Regions from separate parts of the Mus musculus genome. Here region 1 is linked to region 2. Evidence: chromatin contacts called from public HiChIP or PLAC-seq data. All regions are on one chromosome and are shown on one strand. The core of a region is the stretch at or near the end of the contact, and the rest is flanking DNA. Distances in the headings are between cores, read along the strand shown.

Region 1 (6,682 bases), core at 2,859-5,358, 120 kb before region 2:
AGCAAGAATGGGGTCAAAGCATGTCCAAACCCCAGAAACCTCTTCCTGAGATCAGCAGGAGTGGGATCACTCTCCCTTCCCCCCACCCCCGCTCCCCGACCTGCATGTCCCAGCACACGTAGTCCTGTACTCCCCATCTGCCCCACTGAAGAAGGTGGTGTAGCCCAGTAACCAGGTTAAACATCCTCTCCTCTTCTAAGGTCATATCCAGCAGCACCTGGATTTCCTCTTATGCAAATACATTCTCAGAGCTACATCAGTTCCATTGGCTGCAACTTTACAAGCAGTTCTGAGTTCAGGATCCTAGCAATCACGGGTCCTTTAATGCCAGGATTAGTGAACAGTATTAACTCTTAGATCACACATCACCCTGTCATACAATGATATATTTATACCAATTACAGAATGGCCACAGGGGTTACAGGTGCTGCAGGGTTCAGGGAAGCTCTCCTGAAGTTGAACTGACACAATCTCAATCCTGTAGGGGCTGACTAGACACAGACACAGCTGTTCCGGCTCGGCGTTCAGTACAGGCCCAGGTGTCTGGCCATTTCAACTGCTGATCTGAAGCGGACAGAGCACCACAGGATAGAGAGGTTACACTTGGAGTCTCAGAACAGTCTTTCACTTCAGCCAGTTTCTTAGATAAGGCTCATGACAAGTGATTGGCCAAAATGGGGGAACTCTGTACAGTGCTACGTGAGGGGTTATACCCGATGCAACAGATAAGTTCATGAGTACAGTCTCTGATTTGATTTGATAGTGACAGGCAGGGAGCATTGTTTATTCACACAAAAGGAATGATTTATCACTTCATATATCCTGGTGTGGCGGCAGACAGCAGTTGTTAACTTGTGTGAACATGTCGTAGAGTCATTTTTCCTTGGAACTTAGCCTCAGTGTGTGGTCAGAGTGTTGCACAGCCTGAGAGCAGCAGTTCTACCCAGCAGAGTGAGCTCATAAGGTTCTTACTTCTATCTCAATCTATTTGTCTACCAAAGACTTACAAAGTCTCTTCTATGGACAGGGTCTCACTGTGTGGCACTCCACTCGCCTGAAACTTGCTTTATTGACCAGGCTGTTCTTAAACTCACACTGCCTGCCTCTGCCTTCAAGAGTTCTGGGATTAAAGGGGTACGCCACCAAGTCCAGACCTCCTGCCAAAGCTTCTTGATTGCACTTTTCTTCAGTGACACACTTGAGGATGGAACGTTATACACACGGCCTACAACTCAGCTTCCACCCAGGCCCAACCGAGGCACTTTTTTTTGGGGGGGGTTCGAGACAGGGTTTCTCTGTGTAGCCCTGGCTGTCCTGGAACTCACTCTGTAGACCAGGCTGGCCTCGAACTCAGAAATCTGCCTGCCTCTGCCTCCCGAGTGCTGGGATTAAAGGCGTGCGCCACCATGCCCGGCTTGAGGCACTTCTTAAAACAAGTACTGTTTGTTCTTTGAGAGCCCTGTACATTTTGAGCACATTTACCTTCCTCCTCCAGCTCTTCCCAGATCCCCGCCACTCCCCTTCCCACCCTACTCCCTAGGCCATTCCTAATTTCCAGGAACTTCTCTCACCTCCTTTAAATACTGCGAGAGCTACCCACTGCCCTCAGCCTCAGTCTTCTCCCTTCTGATGCATTCTCTTCATTCATTCATTTTTATAGCGATACAACCCAGGTTGACCAGGCTGGCTTCCCACTTACAGGGCCCCACCTGCCTTCGCCTGAGTGCTGGGATCAAAGGCGCTGGCCATCATGTCCAGTTGTAATCTCTTTTTCATAAAGGGACACGAGGCCCACTGGATTGGGCCCCCGCTGTTGGATTTCATTTAGGTTTAACTATTTCTGTAATTACTGTAATTCTCTCTCCAAATGCAATTACAGTGCACTGGAGGCACACGACTTAGTCCACTTCGAGGATATTGCTTATTCCAAAGTCCTCAGGTTTCCTCAGGTCTCAGGCACTCTCCTTCCCAGGAAGGCTTGGGACTAAAGCCACACCCAGCCATTTCTTCATCTCTATGGAATGTTTTCATACACAAATCTGGCAACACTCCAATGGAGGCCTCTGGTGGCTGTAAACCCCTCAGGTCAGTGAGAGACTTTATTTTGCCCCCGCTCCTGAGTTTGCCTTTACATAGGTTCACAGTGCTCAGCGTGCGGTACCACATCCTGATTCCTACTGCTTCATGAGTGCTCCCTACTTTTCAAAGTCATGCTCACCAAGTATCTCCCAGATACTGTGCTGACACACGTGAGCAGGACGGACTCGTAATACAGGTTCTTCAAAGGCGGGATATACCTCTGCAGGGATTTGGAAAGGGCACGAGATGGGGAGGAAAGATTTTAATACTTACTGGGTGGATAGCAGTCTGGATACCACACACACAAGTCAAAAAGAAGGACCTACATAGCCGTGTCACACTGCGGCAGAATGACCAGTGGTGCATCATACTTGCACAGTCTGTGCTAGATGTCAAGGTCAGTACGGCCAGTCAAATGCAGGGCACCTAGCTGTCTATTAGAGGGGTGGTCATAAGGCAGCAGCTGTAATAAGCTGTGCTTTTTATAGAAGGGCTGCTCCTAGGGATGATGGAGGAGGAAGTTTATTGTAGCTAAAAAAGGAAGACCACAGTCCGGAGTGAACATGACCATGAGCCATGTGGAGAGAGGGGGAAGGGAGGAGAGAGGGGAGGAGAGTCCCAGTTAAGAGGGGCAGCCTGGGCCAAGACACTGACCAAGAGACTGCCATAGCTTAAATGGCTGGATTATTATAGGGAAAGGCGGCTGGAGGAAGGGCAGCCCAGCCCTTGGACTGGAGAAGTTTAGGGTAGGGAGCAGGGCATGCCTGTCATACCCTGAGGGATTCTGGGAGAACCTCATGGCCAGGTCCACTTTGATGTTAGTCACCACAGCCGTTTGTCTCACCTAGGGTTTGAGATTTAACAGTAATAAAAAAAAGAGGGAAAAAAAAAGCACAACATGGTCTAGCTTTTTCATGATTCTACAGGTGTGTGTGTGTGTGTGTGTGCACGCGAATGTAGATTTGTATACATGGATAGGCCACTGACCAACCTATCTTCATTCATCATTCGCTCTTTTTCCTTCCCCCCGCCCCCCCAATTTGGGCATCCTCCTTGCCTCCCCAGTACTGGCAAGTAGTCCACACCCAGCCTGTTTTGTGTCTGTCTTTCGAAGACCCTTGTTGACTTTGAATAGCCTAGAACTCACTCTGTAGACCAGGCTGGCCTTGAACTCAGGTTCGCCACCCTTGGCCTTTGGAGTGGTGTGATTAAAGTTGTGCTTTCCCCCTTGGGTGCTAAGGACGGAACTTAGATGTGGAAGGTACTAGTTCCAGGAACACAGTATATGGATGAGGTTTGGCTTCCAACTCAGAGACCAGCCTGCCAGTTTTCCCAGCTAGCACTGGGATTGAATGTCCTGTGCTGGCTCACACAGCCTGCTGGCCACGATCCCTCTGTCGTCTCCAATAAGGAATTCCTTCGAGCCTTTATCCCTGTGCTGAAGACAATCAGAACGTACCATAAGCTAGTCCTTGAAAACGGGACAGCCCAGCCTGGTCTTGTCACCCCCCTGCCTCGTGCTGAAATTAGGCCTGTGCCACCCACCAACACTTGACCAAAAAGCACGAAGGCGAATAGGCCTTTTCCCCAACCTCCTGCGACATGGGAGGCCACATTGCCTAAGTGTCCCCGCGGGCCTGACCAGAGCTGCAACCGGGGGTCTACAAGGGCAGGACAGCGACTACCAGTGACAAACAGCTGACTAACCGAGGGAGGCGGCGGGTCTCTTGAGACCGCAGGACCGCCCAGCGCAGGGAAGGAAGGGACGCCGCCACGTCTTCTTCCGAGGCGAGAGAGAGGGCAACGAGGGGAAGGGTCGAAGCGGCGCCTCCCGCGAGAACGCAGCGGAACACGGCCTAGCCGAGTGTCGCCAAGTGCGCGTGCGCGTGCGCGTGCGCGTGCGCGGCAGGCCCGTCCCGTCCCGCGACCCCGCCCGCTCGCCGCTCCGCCTACGACGCATGCGCAGCCGCTCCCTCTCTCTGCCCCGCCCCTCCGCGGCCCCTCCCTTCCACCCCGGAGGCGGCCGGAGCATCTCGCTCTGGCGGTGGCCGCTTGCGTTCATGCGCGCCGCCGGCAGGACGGCCCTCCCCGTGACGTGACCGCCCACTCGGAGCGCTCCGCCTGTAGCTTGCCTGTCTCTCCCGCTCCCACCATCCGGCGTGATGGCCGCCGCCGCCGGGGTGTCTGGCGCTGCTTCTCTCTCCCCACTGCTGTCCGTGCTCCTGGGCCTGCTGCTCCTCTTTGCTCCGCACGGCGGCAGCGGCCTACACACGAAGGGTGCCCTTCCCTTGGACACAGTCACTTTCTACAAGGTAATGAGGGCGGCGGGCGACGGGGATCGTGCGCAGGTGCAGATAGACGCCCGTGGCAGCGCGAGCCCACGGGGACGTTGGGCCCGGAGGGGTGGCAGCAGCAGGCAGTCCTTGGGGACCATCCCTACACGCCCCACCATCCTATAGGCCCAGTGTCGACAGAGCAGGGGCGCACCCTGACCACCCGGCATCCTTGCAACCCCGGTACTCGCTACATCTGTTTTTTTACAAAAAGCTACCAAAGCGCAGTCAAAGGGAACCAAGTGTCCCTTTTCCTTTATCAACTGGGGAAAAAGACAATGATAGGAAAGATCCAATCCACGAGTCACAAGTGGAAGACCGGAGGGCGGGGCGAGGTCTACGCTCCTAGGCTCTCGGATGGGGTGGAGATGGCCGAGAGAACTGGGTTAGCATGCCAGTCTGCTCCTCGGAGGATGGATTGTAGCGTTCTTGGCCATGTGCAAACCGGGTTCAGACCGCACACGGCCCCCCTACAAAGTGCAAGGGTTAAAAAGATTGCAGGGCTCCCACCTGTAGAGAGCATCTTGGGGGAGTGGAGTACGAAATGAACAAAACCCGGTCAAGGCATGTAAGAAACTACACTACCCTCAGCAATTTTATTTATTTTAAAACAAAAATTGGTTTCGAAGACTGAGCAAATGGACGGTGGAAATGTTGCAGGCTGAGTGCAGTGGCCTCTGGACTCAGTTCTTCGTGCATGTCTCTAGTTACCAGAATCTTCTTAGTTCCTCTATTGGGCTTAGCGCGGAGAGACTTGGTCATTTTCTTATTGTGTCAGAATGAGGAACTGAGAACGCAGAAGGGGACTCTAAAGGCGCCTGTGTTGAGGGGTTGGACAGGGCTGTTTTGGAAAGGGTTGCTGTTAGGAACCCCCCCCCCCACACACGTGTAACCCATTCAAGTTTGTATTTTTTTTTAATTAAAAAAAATTAAGCATCTTATTAGTCATCCATCCAACCTATATAGCAACCTAGTAATACCACAGTCCAAGTGTGAATAAAAAGGACATTTTGCACCATGGGTTTAGTCAGTTGCTGCTTCTCCATCTTTTTTTTTTAAAGATTTATTTATTATATGTAAGTACACTGTAGCTGTCTTCAGACACTTCAGAAGAGGGCATCAGATTTTGTTACGGATGGTTGTGAGCCACTGTTTGGTTGCTGGGATTTGAACTCAGGACCTTCAGAAGAGCAGTTGGCACTCTTAACCACTGAGCCTTCTCACCAGCTCCCTGCTTCTCCATCTTTAAGGATCTGCCCTGAGGGTGTCATCTCCCTCCCCCCCTTAACCCCACAGGCCACCAGGCAGCACCATGAGATTCTACTTAATATAGTAGCAAGCAAGGAACGACCCTTATTCCATCTCATTTCCTAGTCATTTGCCCCCTTTTCCAATCGTCTCCAGGCAACACAAGCCTTCTCTCTGACTGCCCCTAGCTCACAGCTGTTAGTCCATCCGCAGTGGCCGTTCCTTGTGACTGGAACATTCTTTGCCATCTTTGGAATAGGTTACTTCTCGTGGCTCTGTCTTAGGTTAAATGTTAACTTCTCTTGTCCCCTCGCTTTCTCAGTTGCCCAGATTGACCTGTTGGTACCCGTGAGGGCACTCCTTGCCGTTTTCAGCTTCTCATTCATATTTCATAGACGATGACATGTTTATGAAGTACCTGATATGATTTTTATTTTTTTGTTTTTGTTTTTGTTTTTTTTTTTAAACAGGGCTTTTCTTTGTAACTTTGGCTGTCCTGGAACTAGCTCTGTAGAGCAGACGGGCCTCGAACTCAGAGAGATCTGCCTGCCTCTGCCACTCTCCCTAGTGCTGGGTTTGAAGGCGTGTGCCACCAATGCCCTGAAGTACCTGATGTATTTTTCTGACTCTCTACACAGCATACCAGATGAGTTGCGTTCCCATGAGTGAACAGGTGTCTTAACAGGTATAGGGGGGGTCCTAACAGCAACCCTTTCCAAAACAGCCCTGTCCAACCCCTCAACACAGGCGCCTTTAGAGTCCCCTTCTGTGTTCTCAGTTCCTCATTCTGACTGTTCTCTTAAAAGACAAAGGGCGCCTCCTGGTGTTTTGTCCAGGAATCTTGTTACATGCCTCGCCTTTCAGTGATCTCCAACTTAAAAAAGAAAACTATTTCCTCATGGCTCTTTCCGACCATCACTAGAAGGCTCCATCAGAGAGGCCCAGTGTTGGTCACTGCTGTGTCCATTTAGAATGGTGTCTGGGGCATGATGCGCTCTTAGCAGATTCTTTTTTCAGTGAAT
Region 2 (6,238 bases), core at 2,146-4,645:
CACAATCCATTCTTTCCTCTCTTCTTTCACAAGGCTAGGGATAGAGTCTTGTTCATTCTAGGCATGGCTTCTACCACTGAGATATGTCCCCAGCCTCTGTATGTCTGTCTATGTATATATCTATGCATTTATATATCTATGTGTGTGTGTGTGTGTGTGTGTATGTATGTATGTACCCACCTATCTGTCTATCTATGCATCTATGGTCTGTGTATCTACCTATCTATGCATCTATGGTCTGTGTATCTACCTATCGAGGCATCTATGGTCTGTGTATCTACCTATCTATGCATCTATGGTCTGTATATCTACCTATCTAGGCATCTATGACCTGTGTATCTACCTATCTATGCATCTATGGTCTGTGTATCTACCTATCTAGGCATCTATGGTCTGTGTATCTACCTATCTATGCATCTATGGTCTGTGTATCTACCTATCTAGGCATCTATGACCTGTGTATCTACCTATCTATGCTTCTATGGTCTGTGTATATATCTATCTATGTATCTAGCCATGTTTCTATGTATCTCTTGGCCTATATATCTAAATGTTGAGATGGGGCTGGCCTTGAGTTTATTATCTTCCTGCTTCAGCCACCCTAATACCTGGGATTATAGGCCTAAATCACCCGAGGTTTATTATAAGTTTTTTACATGATCAGGAAACATTGTAGCACATAGCTTTCTACCCATGTCTGTAATTCTACCATTTTATTATTACTTGATGAGCTCAGTTTAAAGAGATTTTTAATAAGAAGTGACTTAAACAAATGAGTAACACAGTCAAGTGAAGTGATTTCACATAAATGTCTGGGCTCTTCGCTTCCTGTACTATACCTCCCACACCTACAGGGTCAGCACCGTGGAGTGGGCACACTTCCAGTTTTACCTGCCTCCTCTCCCAAGTCTTTCTATTGAGACTGTCTCCCTGCATTGAGGACTTGTCCCAACAGCACTAGCAGCAGGGGGTGGGGTGAGGCAATGAAGAGGCTTACGCTGCTGGGCTGTGGCCACTGCTGCAATCCGGCATGGCGGCCCATGAGTGCCTGGGTCTGATGCAATACTGGTGCCAGCATCGTTGTCACTGTCAGATGCCATGGCGAATGGCAAGGCCTCAAAGTTAGCGCTGATCTCTTCTGCCAGGTCAGTGCACAGGTCGGCAGCATTTCGGTGGGCCTGTCCTTCAGCATACGCAAATGGGCGGGAGCCAAAATTGGCTCGAGTTTTTGTGTTCTAGAAAGAGCAAATAAAGGATTTATCTAGATTTTCTTTCTTTCTGTTGGATTTACAAACAATAAAGTACACTTCAGTGGGCAGGCAGGAGAAGCAAGCCCAGAGTAGGCTTGTGTGAGCTGTGCCTGGAGCGCTGTGTTGTGTGGCTGTCTGCCCCTCCGGCCCTCCCTTCACATGTGCTCGGGTTCCTTGCCACTCACTGTATCTGATATCTTACCCTCTCCTGGTCGACAGACAGGGTTTTGCTATGTAGCCCAGGCTAGCCTCAGACTCTTAATAACCATCCTCTTTTATTTATTTAATGTGTGCGAAAATTTTGCCCATATGTATGCTGTACATCGCATGTGTGGCTGGTGCCTAGAGAATGCCAGAAAAGAATGTGGAATCCCTTGGGACTAGTGTTAGCTAGAGGAACATCTCTCCAGCTCCATCAGTCTTGACTTGGCTCTCAAGAACTGACTTACAAGGCTGCAGCACCGCACGGGCCAGTGGCTGTGCTCTACCCAACAGCACTGCATGCTGCTCCTCTCTCTGCGCCTGGGACACTCTTCCCACTCTTCCCACTGAGACAATGGAGAGCTCCAGGCTTAGCTTACACACCAGGACTGCAGAGGGCAGGGATATGCTTGGCACTTAGAGACTAGATCCTCACTCTAAGGATTTATTACTTTGTGATTACACCCACATGTTCTTGTGATTATCTGACTAATGTCTAGTTGCTCCAATTGATTACAGCGTGACAGAGACAGACAGCATCAATGCCTTGTACTCTGCCTAAGTTCAACATGTTGCTCACACACAGATGCTGGGTAAACATCTGTTGAGTGAATGAAAGCATGGGACATGGAGAGAAATGCCTTCTCCTGAGACAGGAAGCCCAGAGAAGCAGCTTTCTCTGCTTTGAACCTGTGTCCTGCTGCTGACTCCTGCTGAGTTCATGAGGATGGGCATCTGGCTATGGACTGTGGAGTGCATGAAGATGAGGGGCTGCAGCATGTCACCAGTAACAATGCCGGACAGAGCAGCAGGCTTCCCTAGGTGCTCCTTCAAAGTCAACAGCAGCCTGTGTGTATGTGTGTGTGTGTGTGTGTGTGTGTGTGAGAGAGAGAGAGAGAGAGAGAGAGAGAGAGAGAGACAGATGTTGGGAGCCGCCCCCACATTCGCCGTCACAAGATGGCGCTGACATCCTGTGTTCTAAGTGGTAAACAAATAATCTGCGCATGTGCCAAGGGTATTTTTCCACTACATGTACTCTGCCTTTCCCGTGACGTCAACTCGGCCATGGGCTGCAGCCAATCAGGGAGTGATGCGTCCTAGGCGAAGGATAATTCTCCTTAAAGGGGACGGGGTTTCCGCCATTCTCTCTCTTGCTCTGCGCTCTGGCGCTCTGACGCTCTGGCTCCTAAAGATGTAAGCGGGGGGGGGGGGGGGGGGCTTTCGTTTTTGGGGCTTGGGGCTTGCGCTCCTGGCTCCTGAAGATGTAAGCAATAAAGTTTTGCCACAGAAGATTCTGGTTTGTTGTGTTCTTCCTGGCCGGTCGTGAGAACGCGTTTAAGAGACAGAGACAGACAGACAGACAGACAGACAGACAGACTGTGTGTATATGTTTGTATATATGTATGTATGTATGTATGTATGTATGTATGTTTGTATGTGAGCATATGAGTGTAGGTGTGTGTGTGACTGCGTGTGTGACTGTGTTTGTGTTGGGTGCTGGGGAAGAGGAGTGCTGAACTTGTGAGTCTTCCCCAGAGAACCCTCTGAGGATCTGCCATTCTCTGTGACTACAAGCTATTTTCAGACATTTCAGCAGTGCTCCCTTCCTCGTTAAGGAAGGATGGCTCAGGGGAGCTGAGCGCAAGTCCACACCAAGCTCTGGACACAGCTCAGAAGATGCAAGCCTGCAGGGTCCACCAGGAAGGAAGCACACTCACCCTGGCTGCCTGTGCCCGTCACTGTGCAGGAATAGTTATACCAAAGCCCTTTCTTTCCCTTTCTGGTCAGGATTTATTTCTGAAAACAATTTGTTCTTCTCTCCTATCAATGTGACTTGCCTTTTTCTGAATGTGAACCACAGGCCACATGCCACCAGAGACATCTTCTAGGTATGGTGTGAGGCGCTGCCCGCAGTATGTGAAGTACACCCGACCTTTGGCTGGCTGCCCTGGAGGAGGTGGAGTCCCCTCGGTCCTCTCCCAGCCGATTCCTGCCACATCGCCTACAGCAGAAAGCAGGATACAGTTTACTATTTCCCAGTTTACTATCAGGTGACCTTCTAATATGCAATTATGCGATGAGAGCCAAAAGCAGCCCCATCTGTCCCCTGAGTTACAAGATAGAGGCTCTAAGGGAATGGCTTCAGAATATGAGAGCTGTGGTATAAAACTCAGACGACAAGGGCAAGTGTTTACTTTTTACTCAATGACAGATGACCCATTTCCAATTGCTAAGTTTATTTAACTTTAAACCATTTAGGTCCAAGGCTGGCACCCACAGAAGCATGCAGGGTAAGAAGGCCCCACCGCACTGACCAGGAGAGAGTGTGACATCTAAGCGGACGCTCTTCCACTGCAGTAGACTGGAGCCATTGTAGTGTACAGCTCGGCCATTGCTGAAAGGAGAACAAGAAAGTCAAGGCTGAGACTCGTGGAGGGAAGGAGGGAGAGAAGGCAGGGGCCAGCAAGGAAGGAACCCCCGCAGTCAAGAGCAATGCTTTCCCAAACATTCCAACTAGCAAGGTCCACACTTGGCTTGAGGCTACTCTGCTGTTGCTTGAGGATAACAGCTCAACAGACACCAGTCTGCAGAGCAGCAGCATGGTATGTGAATTCAGAACGGAATGGAAAGAAGAAAGACGCACTCCTGCTGCAGGGCTACAAGGAAGGAACCATGGGGAGGAACACAAGCACCAGAGAGAAAAATATCACTTTCTCTCCACATTTCCTCAGTCACACAGCCCCACTTTGGTTCCCTGAATACCCATAACACCTATGGGAAGTCACTCTCCCTGGAATCCTGATCCATGAAAGGGTATCACTATGCAGCCCTGGCTAGCCTGGAACTTACTAACAGACCAGGTGGCCCTCAAACTCACAACGATTGGCCACCTCCTGAATGCTGGGATAAAGGCGAGCCCACCCATGCTGGGCAGCACTTTTCCTTACTTGTGGAAGAGGCAAGTGCCCACTGGATTGGTCCATGCCCCATCTCGCTTCTCAGCTTCTGTAGCGAAGCCAAATGAGACGATTGGTCCAGTGTCATCATCAGTGTCTCCATAGGAAACAATCTCAATTTCCCAGTAGAAAGATGGGGCCTGAAGAGACGGCAGCAGAGGGTGATGTCAGAGGGAACTGGTGGCCAGGCCTAGCACCTGCCGCGTCTTTCCGGTCAGAGGTGTGAGAAAAGGCAGGTCGACAGGAACCTTCTCACCTGAACAGGCAAGGGCGAGGTGGCATAGATGAATGTGCCCCGGGGAAGACCTCCTCCAGCGCTGGGGTCAGCCAGGAAGGTCACAGAGGTGAGGTGAGATGAGAACATGCAGGCACGAACTGGAGGGAACACTCGAGAAGGGCTCCAGGTGATCTCTTTGGGCTGCAATTGGGGACAAAAGGGAGGATTCCACTCAACAAAGCAGATAAATCTCATTAGTCTCTCAGAGAAGAAAATAATTTCTATCTGATATGATCAAAATTTGGGTTCTCTTTTCTCTTTTGCATTTTTGTTATAATGCTGGGAATGGACTCCAAAGTCTTACACCTGCTACTCATGGGGTCTCATTCAATGACACCCTCCCTGTGCATCACCATCATACATTATGCAAGTCTGTCTTCTGGCTCAGGGGCGAGAGCACTGGGAGCTTTCTGGTCTCAGACACTGCATGCACATGGCAGGAGAGACACCAGACACAAAAAGTAAAAATAAATCTTAAGAGAAGCTTTATGTTTTTGGTTTTGGTTTTTCGAGACAGGGTTTCTCTGTGTAGCTCTGGCTATCCTGGAACTCACTCTGCAGACTAGGCTGGCCTCGAATTCACAGAGATCATCCTGCCTCTGCCTTCTGCATGCTCAGGATTAAAGGCATGCGCCACCACACTTAGCATGAACACTTTATGGTTTTGTTTTGTTTTCTAAAGTCTCAATGAGAACTTGTTTTTGATTTTGTTTTTATTTTTAAAAAGAAAAAAGAAAGAAGGAAGGGAAGGGAAGGGAAGGGAAGGGAAGGGAAGGGAAGGGAAGGGAAGGGAAGGGAAGGGGAGGGAAGGGAAGGGAAGGGAGGAAGGTGGGGCAAGCTTCTTTGTGCCCGCCCCACCGAGGTGAGCCCTGAGCCGCAGCTGCTCATCTTCCCACGGCTACTTCACAGGCTCCTGAAGCTGCTCTTTGGTTTTCTCTTTTTATTTTATTTTATTTTATTTTATTTTATTTTATTTTATTTTTATTAGGTATTTTCCTTATTTACATTTCCAATGCTATCCCAAAAGTCCCCCATACCCTCCCCCCCACTCCCCTACCCGCCCACTCCCATTTTTTGGCCCTGGCGTTCCCCTGTACTGGGGCATATAAAGTTTGCAAGTCCAATGGGCCTCTCTTTCCAGTGATGGCCGACTAGGCCATCTTTTGATACATATGCAGCTAGAGTCAAGAGCTCCGGGGTACTGGTTAGTTCATAATGTTGTTCCACCTATAGGGTTGCAGATCCCTTTAGCTCCTTGGGTACTTTCTCTAGCTCCTCCATTGGGGGCCCTGTGATCTTGGTTTTCTCTTTAAACAACATTTCTCTCTCGTCATGCTCATCCTCACCCAGTCACACGGATGCACAGTACCATCTTAGCTCAGTGCTTAAGGAGGAGCTGTATCTGAGGACATGAGTGACAGCGTTTTTATTGGGTCGCTGTCTGTCTCCCTGTCTCCTCATGCTCCAATACTTTATTGCTCAAGTGTCAGGCTTTTCTATGAGATAGTTTCTCTCCACTCACCAATTCCAACACACCCTACACAAAGCATCGC

The links. HiChIP or PLAC-seq counts read pairs in DNA pulled down with a chosen protein or histone mark.
Region 1: a contact with region 2 is called in an H3K4me3 HiChIP or PLAC-seq map of bone marrow-derived macrophages, with 2.4 times the contacts expected there. The contact joins the promoter of Erp29 here to the enhancer-like site in region 2. A contact is called at or near these places in 5 of 39 promoter capture datasets (the 3T3-L1 cell line, the HPC-7 cell line, fetal liver and 1 more), 3 of 115 datasets of contacts at active chromatin or transcription factors (the SCID.adh cell line, bone marrow-derived macrophages and embryonic forebrain) and 3 of 9 other capture datasets (adipose tissue, liver and pancreatic islet).

Annotation. Positions count from the first base shown.
Region 1 is chr5:121,449,900-121,456,581 of GRCm38.p6, reverse strand. It overlaps Erp29 (endoplasmic reticulum protein 29), which reads left to right and starts at 4,108. Exons shown (of 3, transcript NM_026129.2): 1 at 4,108-4,391. The coding sequence starts at 4,242. It also overlaps a transcript of Tmem116 not described here.
Region 2 is chr5:121,326,673-121,332,910 of GRCm38.p6, reverse strand. Hectd4 (HECT domain E3 ubiquitin protein ligase 4) reads right to left here. Exons shown (of 76, transcript NM_181421.4): 46 at 4,665-4,826; 47 at 4,400-4,548; 48 at 3,767-3,846; 49 at 3,290-3,453; 50 at 998-1,235. Among named protein-coding and RNA genes, the nearest start is that of Gm24671, 27 kb to the left of the region's middle. Within about 2 kb of position 3,395, at least 84 of the 459 cell types and tissues checked have an H3K27ac peak or open chromatin away from gene starts, as enhancers often do. A contact at or near this core is called in bone marrow-derived macrophages and pancreatic islet, where this site is marked.